2 separate regions of the Anas platyrhynchos genome follow, and region 1 is linked to region 2. A link is a contact called in public Hi-C data. All regions are on one chromosome and are shown on one strand. The core of a region is the stretch at or near the end of the contact, and the rest is flanking DNA. Distances in the headings are between cores, read along the strand shown.

What was found. A called contact is a pair of places that touch in the nucleus more often than the background predicts.
Region 1: a Hi-C map of subcutaneous adipose tissue shows a contact between it and region 2, with 3 times the contacts expected there. The contact joins the promoter of LOC139998767 here to the enhancer-like site in region 2. A contact is called at or near these places in 5 of 8 Hi-C or Micro-C datasets (F1 follicle, liver, skeletal muscle and 1 more).

Annotation. Positions count from the first base shown.
Region 1 is chr15:6,761,569-6,766,719 of IASCAAS_PekinDuck_T2T, forward strand. It overlaps LOC139998767 (lysosomal dipeptide transporter MFSD1-like), which reads left to right and starts at 3,674. Exons shown (of 8, transcript XM_072024000.1): 1 at 3,674-3,730; 2 at 4,224-4,329. The coding sequence starts at 3,674. It overlaps CARHSP1 (calcium regulated heat stable protein 1), which reads right to left and starts at 237. Exons shown (of 4, transcript XM_027469499.3): 1 at 93-237. The coding sequence starts at 222.
Region 2 is chr15:6,727,562-6,733,099 of IASCAAS_PekinDuck_T2T, forward strand. CARHSP1 (calcium regulated heat stable protein 1) reads right to left here. Exons shown (of 4, transcript XM_027469499.3): 4 at 679-1,547. The coding sequence ends at 1,385. Among named protein-coding and RNA genes, the nearest start is that of TMEM186, 13 kb to the left of the region's middle. Within about 2 kb of position 3,305, at least 3 of the 8 cell types and tissues checked have an H3K27ac peak or open chromatin away from gene starts, as enhancers often do. A contact at or near this core is called in subcutaneous adipose tissue, where this site is marked.

The DNA of each region.
Region 1 (5,151 bases), core at 2,424-4,923, 34 kb after region 2:
ACCTCTCCGAGGGGCAGCAGGGGGGCGCCGAGCCCCCGGCCCCTCTCCCCCCTTCCCTCCCTCAGGCGGCCGCGGCCCCGTTCGCCCCTCACCTCCCCTCGGGCAGGACGGGCTCGGCACGGCCGCGGCGGGCCCCGCGCTATGAGGCGGGTGGGCAGGGCCCGCGCCCCGCCCCGCCCCGCTCCTGACGGGGAGCTCCGGGGCGGCCTCGCTTTTGCCCATTTCGTGGGGTTTTGGACCGGGTTTTGTCCGCCCGGAGGGCGCGCACCGCACCGCGCCGGCGGAGGTTGCGGCTGGGGAAAAGAAGCACGATGGGGAAAATGAAAAGGCAACAGTGGAGAGGAGAAAGGCTGAGAGCTGCCCCGGCTGGAGGAGAGCGCTCAGGGAAACCTTACTGTAGCCCTTCGTTGTGTAAAGGGGGCTGTGAGGAAGTTGGAGAGGGGCTCGGTAGCACTGCCCGAGGCAGAAATGTTTGGCCCCGAGGGCGGCGAGGCCCTGGCCCAGGCTGCCCAGAGCTGCGGGTGCCCCATCCCTGGCAGCGCCCACGGCTGGACGGGGTTGGGGCACCCTCAGCTGGTGGGAGGTGTCCCTGCCCATGGCAGGGCTGCGAACTGATGGTCTTTAAGGCCCCTTCCAACCCAAACCATCCCCTGGCGTTATGAAAAGTGTGCTAAAGAAAGGCTGATATGGGCAGAGAGGTTGGTCAAACCCAATGACTTTCCAGAATAACCCTGGTAAATCTTCCTCGATTTTGCAGTAAGAAGGATGAGCAACTTGGCTGTGGTGCCAGCTGATGAGAAAGCACCTGCACGTGCACTTAGTGCAATCGTTTGGATACATTTGAGGTCTGCATGAACCAGAGCTGTGTAATCTGCCACAGCAGGGCCTGAAGTGGAGCTGCAGCAAGACAACTGATGAGACAACACAGGATAGTTACAAGGACAGATGCTCAGTTAATCGTCACAGACGCTCCTAGGAAAGCAAGGGTGACTGAATGATGCTGCATCAGAGAAGCGGCTGTCTTCATCCAGTGTCGTCACCAGAGACCAGCACCAGTTTCAGAGTGCAAGAAGCTGGGCTACAGGTACTACTCATGACCCTCAGAAGATCATTTCAAAGCAAGGTGCATCCACTTATGCCCCAAATTGACATAGATCCTTATGGAACCTGCAAATTATGCAGAGCTATTATACACATGATTTCTCACCAGTCACCTCACCATCTGAACCAAGCCAAAAGCACCATCCAATCTGTTTTCTTGGCTGGCCGGCATAAGGGATAGAATCCTGGAACAAGTTTTAGCCGTGCTTTTATTTGCGCACAATTTTCCTAGCTGATAATAAGCCACAATACTTTAGAGCATGGTTTCCAGAAGATCACTTAGACACTGAATTATTGTTGTTGTTGTTTTCCATTTATAGATACCAGACAAAGCATGTACTTGTATCATTACAAAGGTAAGGTTTACAGAAGGCAGAAGTATACAGACTTTTAGCCAACCATAATCAAATAAGAAACAGCACTGTGCAACTTGTGGCAAACTGCCATAAACAAATAGTGACACGGGGCTTCCTTTTTTTTTTTGGGCGGGGGGAGAAATAAGCAAAAGTCCCCTAACAGAGTAGTCAGTGCTTTATCTTAGGGGTCTAGGGGAAACTGCGCAACATGAAGTAATCAGCTTTCTATGTCAACCACAAGGTCTTCTTTCAAAGTATCTTACCTCTCTGTGTTCTTACCCCTCTGGAAGATAAACAGGGATAGGACTGATGACTTCTCTTGCTTCAAATATTAATTGTATTCCTGGAAATCTTTTCTGTTTTGCTTTGTGTAGCCAGACTGACTTTTTTTTATAGGTGGAGGAGGTTGAAGGGAAAGCATTACGTAAGTGAGCACTGTTCAGAGCAATTCCTCCAGGCACATGGGCTGGGATTAAACCCATGCTTTCCTCAAAAGTTCTGAGTTGTCCCTCTTCCTTTCCCCTCCCTCTCTACTCTTCCCAAGCATATGTGCACAATATGTGGGAGATAATGCAACAATGTACGTCCACAGTCATGAGGCTGTTTTTTTATATTGGATTCTGGGTTTGGGGGACTCCACGTGAGTGTGTGTACATGCGTCACGGTTAGGAAATGCAATTTTGCCTGCTGCTTTTTCCACCAGCTGCTGCGAACAGAGAGGTTCCAGCATCCCCCTGAACTCTGACCTGCCTCCCTCTCCCTTTCCTTTCCCCCAGAACAATTAAATCATGACCAGTTAATCATCTTCAGCTCACATGCCTACCTTGTTCTCTCCGTTGCTGGCGTGGGGTGGGCAGCAGGGCAGCGTTGGCTCCTTTCCCAGGACACGGGCAGGACTGGGAACCCTGCCCAAGGCCACTGTTGTCAGCGTGGCCCAGCAAGGCACAGCTCACAGCTAGAAGGAGGGCAGGTGGTGGTCCAGAGCCACGGGGTTCTCCTGCATCTCTCCTTCCCTGCTGCCTGGTCCCCTGCTTACTGAGACATGGCTCTGGGCTCCTGCAGGGACTGAGCACTCCCCTCAGCAATCCTGACAGGGAAAAAAACAGGATTTCTTGATAGCATAGCATCATTATACCACTTTTCATTCATTTAATGCAATTACTTACACAATTTGAGACAAGGAAATGAGTGTGTAGGGGGGAATGTATCAGCTAATGTGATTCATTAGTAACGGTGGGTGAAATACGTCCCTGCGCAGCAGCAAGGATGAGGTGGCTTGAACAGGTCTTCAGTGGTTAGGTGCGTGCTGGTGCTCAACATGCTGTCCACCACTATTAGAACAGCATAAGTTAGTCTGGAACAGCTCACACACCACAAAGGCAATCCTGATTCCCAGTTCCTGCTTCTGGACCAATTTTTGGCACTACTTCATCTACAAGATATGGTTGGCACAAGCACAAATAGTGTAGGCTGGACATGAATGAATTCTGCCTGGAAATAAGAAGCAGGCTTTCAATGATTAGATTAGATTGTAGCAGAGAATAATAGGAGGATAAATACTCTTAACTCCTTTGAGATATGAGTATTCAGATGTGTTCAGAGTGCTCTGTTCCACTTTATGGTCTCATGTCCAGTCACAATGCCAACTGGAAATTGAGCATTGCAACAGCAATGTGCCAAACTCAAAGTATGCAATCCAGCTTTCACTTAAAGCTGTTTACTCTACAACTGGATAGAGTCATTCTATTTTATAAGATCCATTTTTTCATAGCCAGTATCTGACAAGTTATTATATGCTCTCACTATCTTAATCATCTGTAACTTTGAATCATGCTTTAGATTGCTTCTATTCAGTTTGCAGAGCGTAGGAATTGAGGACATCTTTCCTATTCTCAGATAAATCATAGCAGCAGGATCAGGGAAACAAAATGTTCTTAAAGATACATAAATCTCCTTCCATGGATAGGATTTAGAATGCAGGTAATGCTAATTACAGATAAAAATAAACTTGCAAACGCTTTACATATTTGAAATGATGAAAACAAAGGCCCAAATTGTCATTTGATCATCAATAACACAGCAGAGCAAGAATAGCACTAACGTAACCTTCTCAACAAGAACTTAGCCTAACATCTTTCCACCTTTCCCTCACGTGGAGGATTTAGCCCCCAGATTTAGTTATCGTATCCTGAGCATTTTTAATAGCATGATGCGAGATGAGTCCCAAACCGACCCTCACAGCCAAACTTGGGACACTATACCACGGACAAGGAGTAAGTCGGCTTTCCAGTAAGTTGGCCCCGGGTCGTAACCACCTCTCCCATTTTATACTCTGGGAAGGTGTGCCAAAACCCTACCAAAGAGCTATCACTTACCTCTTTACGTGGTAAATAGCGAGAGATGGCATGAGCTGGCCTCTAACAGACTTATCTTCTTATGGTCATTCTTCCTTTTCTTAAACTAAAACATTCCCAGGCTCCTCTGCCCATGATTTGCATGTAGGTGAAATTCAGTCATCTTTACTGGGAAGGGAGGGACTCTGTACCAGTGCAGAAGTCATTAGTGAGCAGCTTGGTAGGCAGACATATCCATCGACTCTCTGACTTTGGGAAATTTTTTCTGTTGCCCAGCATGTCTTCAGGTTCTCCTTCTAAAGAAAGATTATGTTACGAGCAGCAGAATGCCTTAGATGGCTTACAGAAAGTGGCGTTAGTGTGAAGTAGAAGACTATTTCCTGCTGAGTGAGGGCACATCTTTTCTTCGCAGAGGATTCAGGACATCAGGCAACTTCCCCTTCGCTACTGGCTCCTGGTTCTCACCATCACATTCTGCTACAAAGGAATCTTCCCCTTTGTGGCAGATGCCAGGAATTGTTCTATGGCCACATCCCCACTGACTGACACAAGCCTATCTGAGCCCTGCAGACCCTTGATTTTTAGTTGACTGGGAAATATGGGGATAATATGGTTTTTCCTTCCACTCCTGAAATGCAGATTAACATATTTTTAACACTTAGTTAAAGAATATGAGGGTTCTTTGACCTTTTTTCCCCTTCAAAGACAATCTGAGATGAGGGAGGTTTCTGAAGCAAGGTATAAATAACTTAAAGGGAAATGATTCATTCAATATATAAAGCTTGGAACACTGCTAAAGGAGGAACAGAAGGATTCGGGAGAAGGGGAAGAAACACTTTAATTAAAAAACACTTCAGAGACATCTCACCTTTGTGCTAGTGTAGCAAACTGCGTTTAGAGATGGGTGAGGCTTTGGCTTCACAGGCCTCGGGCAGTTCTGTCCTGCACTTCCAGCGCGTTGTCTGCAGTGCTTGGAACAAAGCGAAGTTTTCAGCAGCCCAGGTCTGGAAGCGAGGAAACCTTTGCATCCGAATGCAAGTCTTGCAGACTTCCTTTTTCATACCTTCAGTTGCTTAAGACAAACAGCGAACCATTCAACTAAATGAGGCCTCCTATTTCTGTCCTGGGGTTCTGCTTCAGACTGTCATTTTGCAACTTTATTCCTACTTCTGAAATGTGGATGATGCGGCTTCTATCACATAATAATTGTGAACTTTTATACTAACAAAGGCCTGTAGTAAAAAACATGAAAATTATTTTGGTAGTATTTCATTAGTGAGGTATCGTAAGCCACCCTGAATGGGTGAGGAATGAAGAAATGTTATCAGCTGTTGTAGCAA
Region 2 (5,538 bases), core at 2,055-4,554:
TTTCATGACAGCAAGTGCCTATTGTTAAAACTGCAAAGAGGCAACTGAAGTGACACTGTCATGTAACTGACAGAAGAGTAGCATGCCATCTTTTTCGATTTTTATTCTTTTTTTTTTATTATTATTTGCAAAGTCAATAAAAATCCACTGGTAGGAAACAAAAGGGAAAGATGCTTCATTTGGAAAAAGGTACGGAAGGCAAATGGGAGCAGTATAGTTGCACATCAACTACAGGAAATCTTGCAGGCAGAGCAGAGCATCAGGGCAAGGGTGACCATTATCACATCATACCAAGCAAGTCTTCCAAGGAAACATGGCTGCAGAATCTACGTTGCCCAGGCAGCTGAGCCTGTTAAGTAACTTGCACAGTATACACTGAGCTAAACAGCGTATCATAAAATCATATAACTTGCTTTGCAGAAGTACAATTATTTTGTCTGTCGAGTGACAAACCCTAGCAGACATTCATCATCTATATGCAATCAAGAAGGTAAGCTTCAGATTTGTATAAATTCAGATACACCCAGAGGCTACAAAGCTACGCTACAGCTTTCTACCACTTACCTTAAAGCAATTTTTTTTTTTTTTTTTTATTTTTTTTTAATACTGGCCTATAAAATCAGGTTAATCAACCATCAAGGCACCAAAGTAAATTCACAAACAATCCAGGCTTTTCAAAAAAAAAAAAAACAAAACACAAAATTCCACACCTATGAAGACAGGTCATTTGCAAACACTGCACCTGAAGGGCACCCAGCCATGGCCAAGAGCACATAACCACCAGATGGAGATTCTCCACCATGCAGCAGCTGCTCTGTTTGTGAGCTTCCCTCCATCAGGAAAACAACTGACAGCAAGGAACAACTTGCTCACTCTAAAGCCAAGGCATTCGAGCTCTGCTGCAGCAGTAAGCATGCTCTAACACTTGCAGAAGAGCAGCTCAAGGGATCACGGTGCTCATGCACCCGTGGGGCCTTGGACCTGCACCTCTGCTGTGGCTGTGTGCTGCAAGAGCTCTCCTTCAACCCTCTCCCTGACTCCCCTGGGGATTCACTAGAATTGGTTCACAAGATAAAGGAAAAAATAAATCCACCCCCCTCAAAGCACATAAACTAAATCTCTTTAAAATACATTTTTGTGAACACATTAATATATATATTTTTCATTTCATTACCATCTGGATTGCCTTTTTTTTTTTTTCATTTTAAAATCAGGCCTGCTGTAAATATGGTAATTTTGGCCTACTTCTGCTGCTGTTGACAATGCAGTATTTCCTCCCGCACAGTACCTAGACTATTCTTAGGTCAGGTTCCCTGCAGCCAGTTGTCGAGCAGTGACCCACACAGGCAGTGTCCGCAGCAGCGGCGCTGCCTCTGGGACGCCTTCAGGAGCTGATGACGTGCCCCGACCAGGTCTCGTGCTTGGTTCCTGGGGCGAGGTGGGTAATCACGACCTCCACGGCCTGAAGCTTCTCGTTCTTCGGAGGAATGGTGCACACCTTGTAGGTGACCTCGTCGCCTGCCACGGGAACATACTCGCCTTCAATGCTGTGGGAAGAAAGCTTCAGTTAATCATAACTCACACACTTACTTAAAGTTTTATCACCACAAATGCTGTATGTGCTTAAGATACTTCAGCTTTTCTGTTTGTTTTAATAGAACCCACCAGTCATCAAAGCTGAGGTTGATTTTGGTTGTCTCACAGTAAAATCCTATGAAATTTCTGCAAACAACACCAGATTAGAAAATAATAAACAACTTTACATACAACCTCTAATATGACTTAAAAAAAAAAAAATCCACTGGACCCAACTTTGGACAATACTACTGTGAACCTCAGACCTTCACACGTTCCTATAACCTCTTACTCATTGGCAGCACTAGGGGGCAGGGCTGACACTGTTCAGTGTTTTGTTTTGGGATCTGTGTTTTTTTTTTTTTTTTTTTTTTTTGTGTGGTTTGTTTTTGTGTGTGTGTGTTTTGTTGGTTTTTTTTGTTTGTTTTTTGTTTTTTTTTTTTAAACCTATAGGAAGTTGGTTCCCCACCCTTTCTTAAGGTTATGACGCTTTGTTTTGTTTTTTCCCCCCTCCTCCTTTTTAAAGAAAGATTGTTCAATTGTAGTCACTGATTTTATCTTCAGGTTACTCCCCCATCACATGCAGTTTGCCTGGGGCGTTTAAAAAAAAAAAATAAAGCAAGCCCAAGTACAACAGCGTCAAATGATTTAAAATCACTTGCTGGGAAATAAATGAATAATTAAATTAGTTCTGTGGCCCTGATGTGTTCCACCAAAAAAGCTCTCCTCCAGCAGCCAGTCACCCATTTCTACCAATCCTCTCCCAGTGTGAGGAGCTGGGGTACTGGAGGAGCTGGGGTACTGGAAGAGGTGGGGTACTGGACACCTCGCACTCCACATTTGTCACTGTGTTTGAATCTTATCTGGAAACAGTGGGAAGTGACAGAAAGGCTGGCACCTTCTACCTAGAGTCACGTACTGAGGAGATAGCACCGCAAAGGGTAACAGCCTCCTCACTTCCCTGTTCAAGATCAGAGCTTTTTAATAAAAATCCCAGCATGTGCCACTGCAGACATGGAGAGATGCCTTCCAAAACCACATTTTCACAATTCTTTGACAGGATGCTACCTCACCCTTCTTTAAATATACCTACACAAGCCTGTGCTCAGGATTCCCTTCTCTGACAACACAGGCTCTTGATTTCTTTTTGTTTAGAGGCTTTTCAGCATCTCACAGCAGCACCGCACACCATCTGCAGCTAGAACAGGCCAGGTGAATAGATCACATGCTAAATATAAAATCTGGATGCCTCGTGCACATGACTTGCTTGTGTACTTTTTTGAGCGGGGTGGGGGGTAGTCCAGAGAAAGGGAGAAGAAAAAAGAGGTCTTCTAGGTCAGGACTGGACAGTTGTGTTTGTTATTTGCCTTCACTGGGGGCATGTTCACAGCACCCAGGAATTTTACCCTGCAAATGCTTCTGTCACTGCAGGGGCAGAAGTTACATGTAAAGGCATTCCCAAGGCCTGTGCTTTGACACATGTTCCTCAGGTCCTATCTCCCTGGACTAACCTCCAGATTGCAGGAATCAGACCCAGGAGGGCACGTCCTAAGCTGAACTCTTCAGAGTGGTGCCTGGGAAAATGGCAGTAAATTGCAGGCAGAAAAAATATTTACCCAAAAGCCAAGATAAATCCTCCTTCATCAGTCCCGACAGCCCTTTCCTTACCACAAAGGCTGATCTGGCTGACCTTTATTTACTTCCAAAGTCCCCTGGCCAGCCTTCAGGCCAGCCCTGCGTCACACTGCACACACCATGGTCGAGCTCCCACCTCTAGATTCTTGCTGTGTCCGACTCCATCAGTTATTGCCTTTATCTATAACCCTCACCCCATTTCTAACAGGTCTGATATTTCTTTTAGCTGTGAAGGACTCGCACACCCAGTACTGACTACTCTTTTAGGAGCAGAGATTCATTAACCTTTCTTACTGCCAAAGGATTCTGGCCACCATGCTTAGCCCTGACTTTGAATGAAAGAATTTCATGCAAGGATGGGAAGAGGTTACTTGTACTGTCTAACAGCTGGAGAAGTAGACATGAAACCTCAAGAAGAGATGCAGGAGAGGGTCAAGCCCTGACTAAAACTGGAATTCCATGTAGAGAAATGACAATATCTCCCACCTGGATCTCTTGAATGAACCAGTAGGTTCGATCCTGGTAAGGCAATGCCCCATTGCCATGCTGTTCTTTTATGCTTTCTCAAGTACTGATCACTGCAAAGCAGCAAAAAAGCAATAAAGCCATGGGCTGCACTCCAGAGCAAGACAGAAACGTGCCCCAGTGTCTCAGCTGGCCTTGAAGTCCTGGCAGGACCTTTGAGAGAGTTTCTGCCACAAATGAAGTCAAGGACTGTCCTGTGTCAGAGGCTGAGCGTCCTGCTGCTGCTCCGCGTTAGCACAGCTAAAACACAAACTAAGAGTTCGGTGAGGGAGAGCACGTTCCTGACAGGTTGTATTAATTGGTACCTGAGAGCCTAGCATTGATGGCAGCAGCCTGAAGCCCTGCAAGTAGCATGGGAATACCCTGGGGACAAGGAGCCAACCCAGTGCAGGCAGAACTGCCCAGCCATCCTGCACCCCTGTGACAGACAAATTTGGCATCAAAGGCAGGGACCAGGACACCACCACCACAAACACTAGAGAAAAATAAAGTGCAACTGAACACTTGATTGTTCTGAGTGCAGTAACTCATGAGCATCAGCTACATGTGCATCATGCTGCTGCAGTGCTCATGCATACAGATGAATGAACCCTCAGTCCCCCAAACCAAAGGACTGCTGTTATCTGAGCTAAAAACACACTGCCACGAGCACTAACACACAACACAACCCCATGCAGGGCAGCAGTCCCAGCTGAGCAAGGTAACATTTTTTGGTGGAAGACACTACCACACAAAAGCATTATCTACGCAAAAAAACACCGGACTAGCAAAGAACAGTGAACAGAACCATCTCCCAGCTCAGATGTAATGAGTGTAGACAATACGAGCCGGTGCAGAAAGTCTGCATTGACTCAAGTGCAGCTGAGCCACTGGAACAAATTGTAACGAAACGTGTTTCTTCATCTGGCCTCGAGCAGCGGGACCATCTGCAGACAGGATTTCAGGGAGCAGAGGCAGAGCTGTTACTTGAAGCTGGAGCTAAAGCAGCGTCTCGTCCTGACCTTATGGCTGCCCGCCCCACAACCCCAAGCCTCACTTTTGATTCCTGCACAGAAGATGAACACGCAGAGCAAGCAGCGAGCTCGGAAGTCACTGCTTTGCAGGAACCAAACAAAACGGATGCCCTGCCCAGGAAAAGATCTGAAGTTTGGCTGAAAAGTCTTTTTCACAAACAGGAACCTTACATGTTCTCTAAAAGCTCCTGTAAAACAGGATGAGATGCAGTTAGCAATATAAACATTTGAAAACTGCAAAAGGTATTAGTAGGTGGGGCTAAGCGAGAAGGAAAGTGGAGTCACACTGTCTGTTGAAGTGCCAGAGACATACCCATACATAAGGACAGTGTTTTAAGCTCCTGAAAAAAAATAAACAAAAAGCAATTAGATATCACTTATTCAAGTGATATCTAAGTGAGGAAGGAGTACAGCTCAAGAGCTAAAAGTGATGTGGCTTTCGTTGGGATGTGTTTGGCTTAAAATTGAAATATGAATATATACCAGGATGGGCTCTGGTAAGAAAGGGGTTGCAGGTGCACTGGTAACCAAAGTGGTGCTGTTTTTTCCATGAAAATAAGAAGCAAATTGGTAGGCACACAGCAGTGGTACGCCTGACGTACAACAGGCTGCAGTCAGGGAGAGGAGAAGCAACGGGACCAAGCCAGACTACAGGACGTGCTCTCAGCTGTCACTGAGAGCCACCGCATCCCGTGGCAGTTGTTAGACCACAGACCACTGGCTGGAGTATCATCTACTGTCCCTCGTCTGCACAGAAAATAAAAAGCGCATTAACTCATTAAAAAAAAAA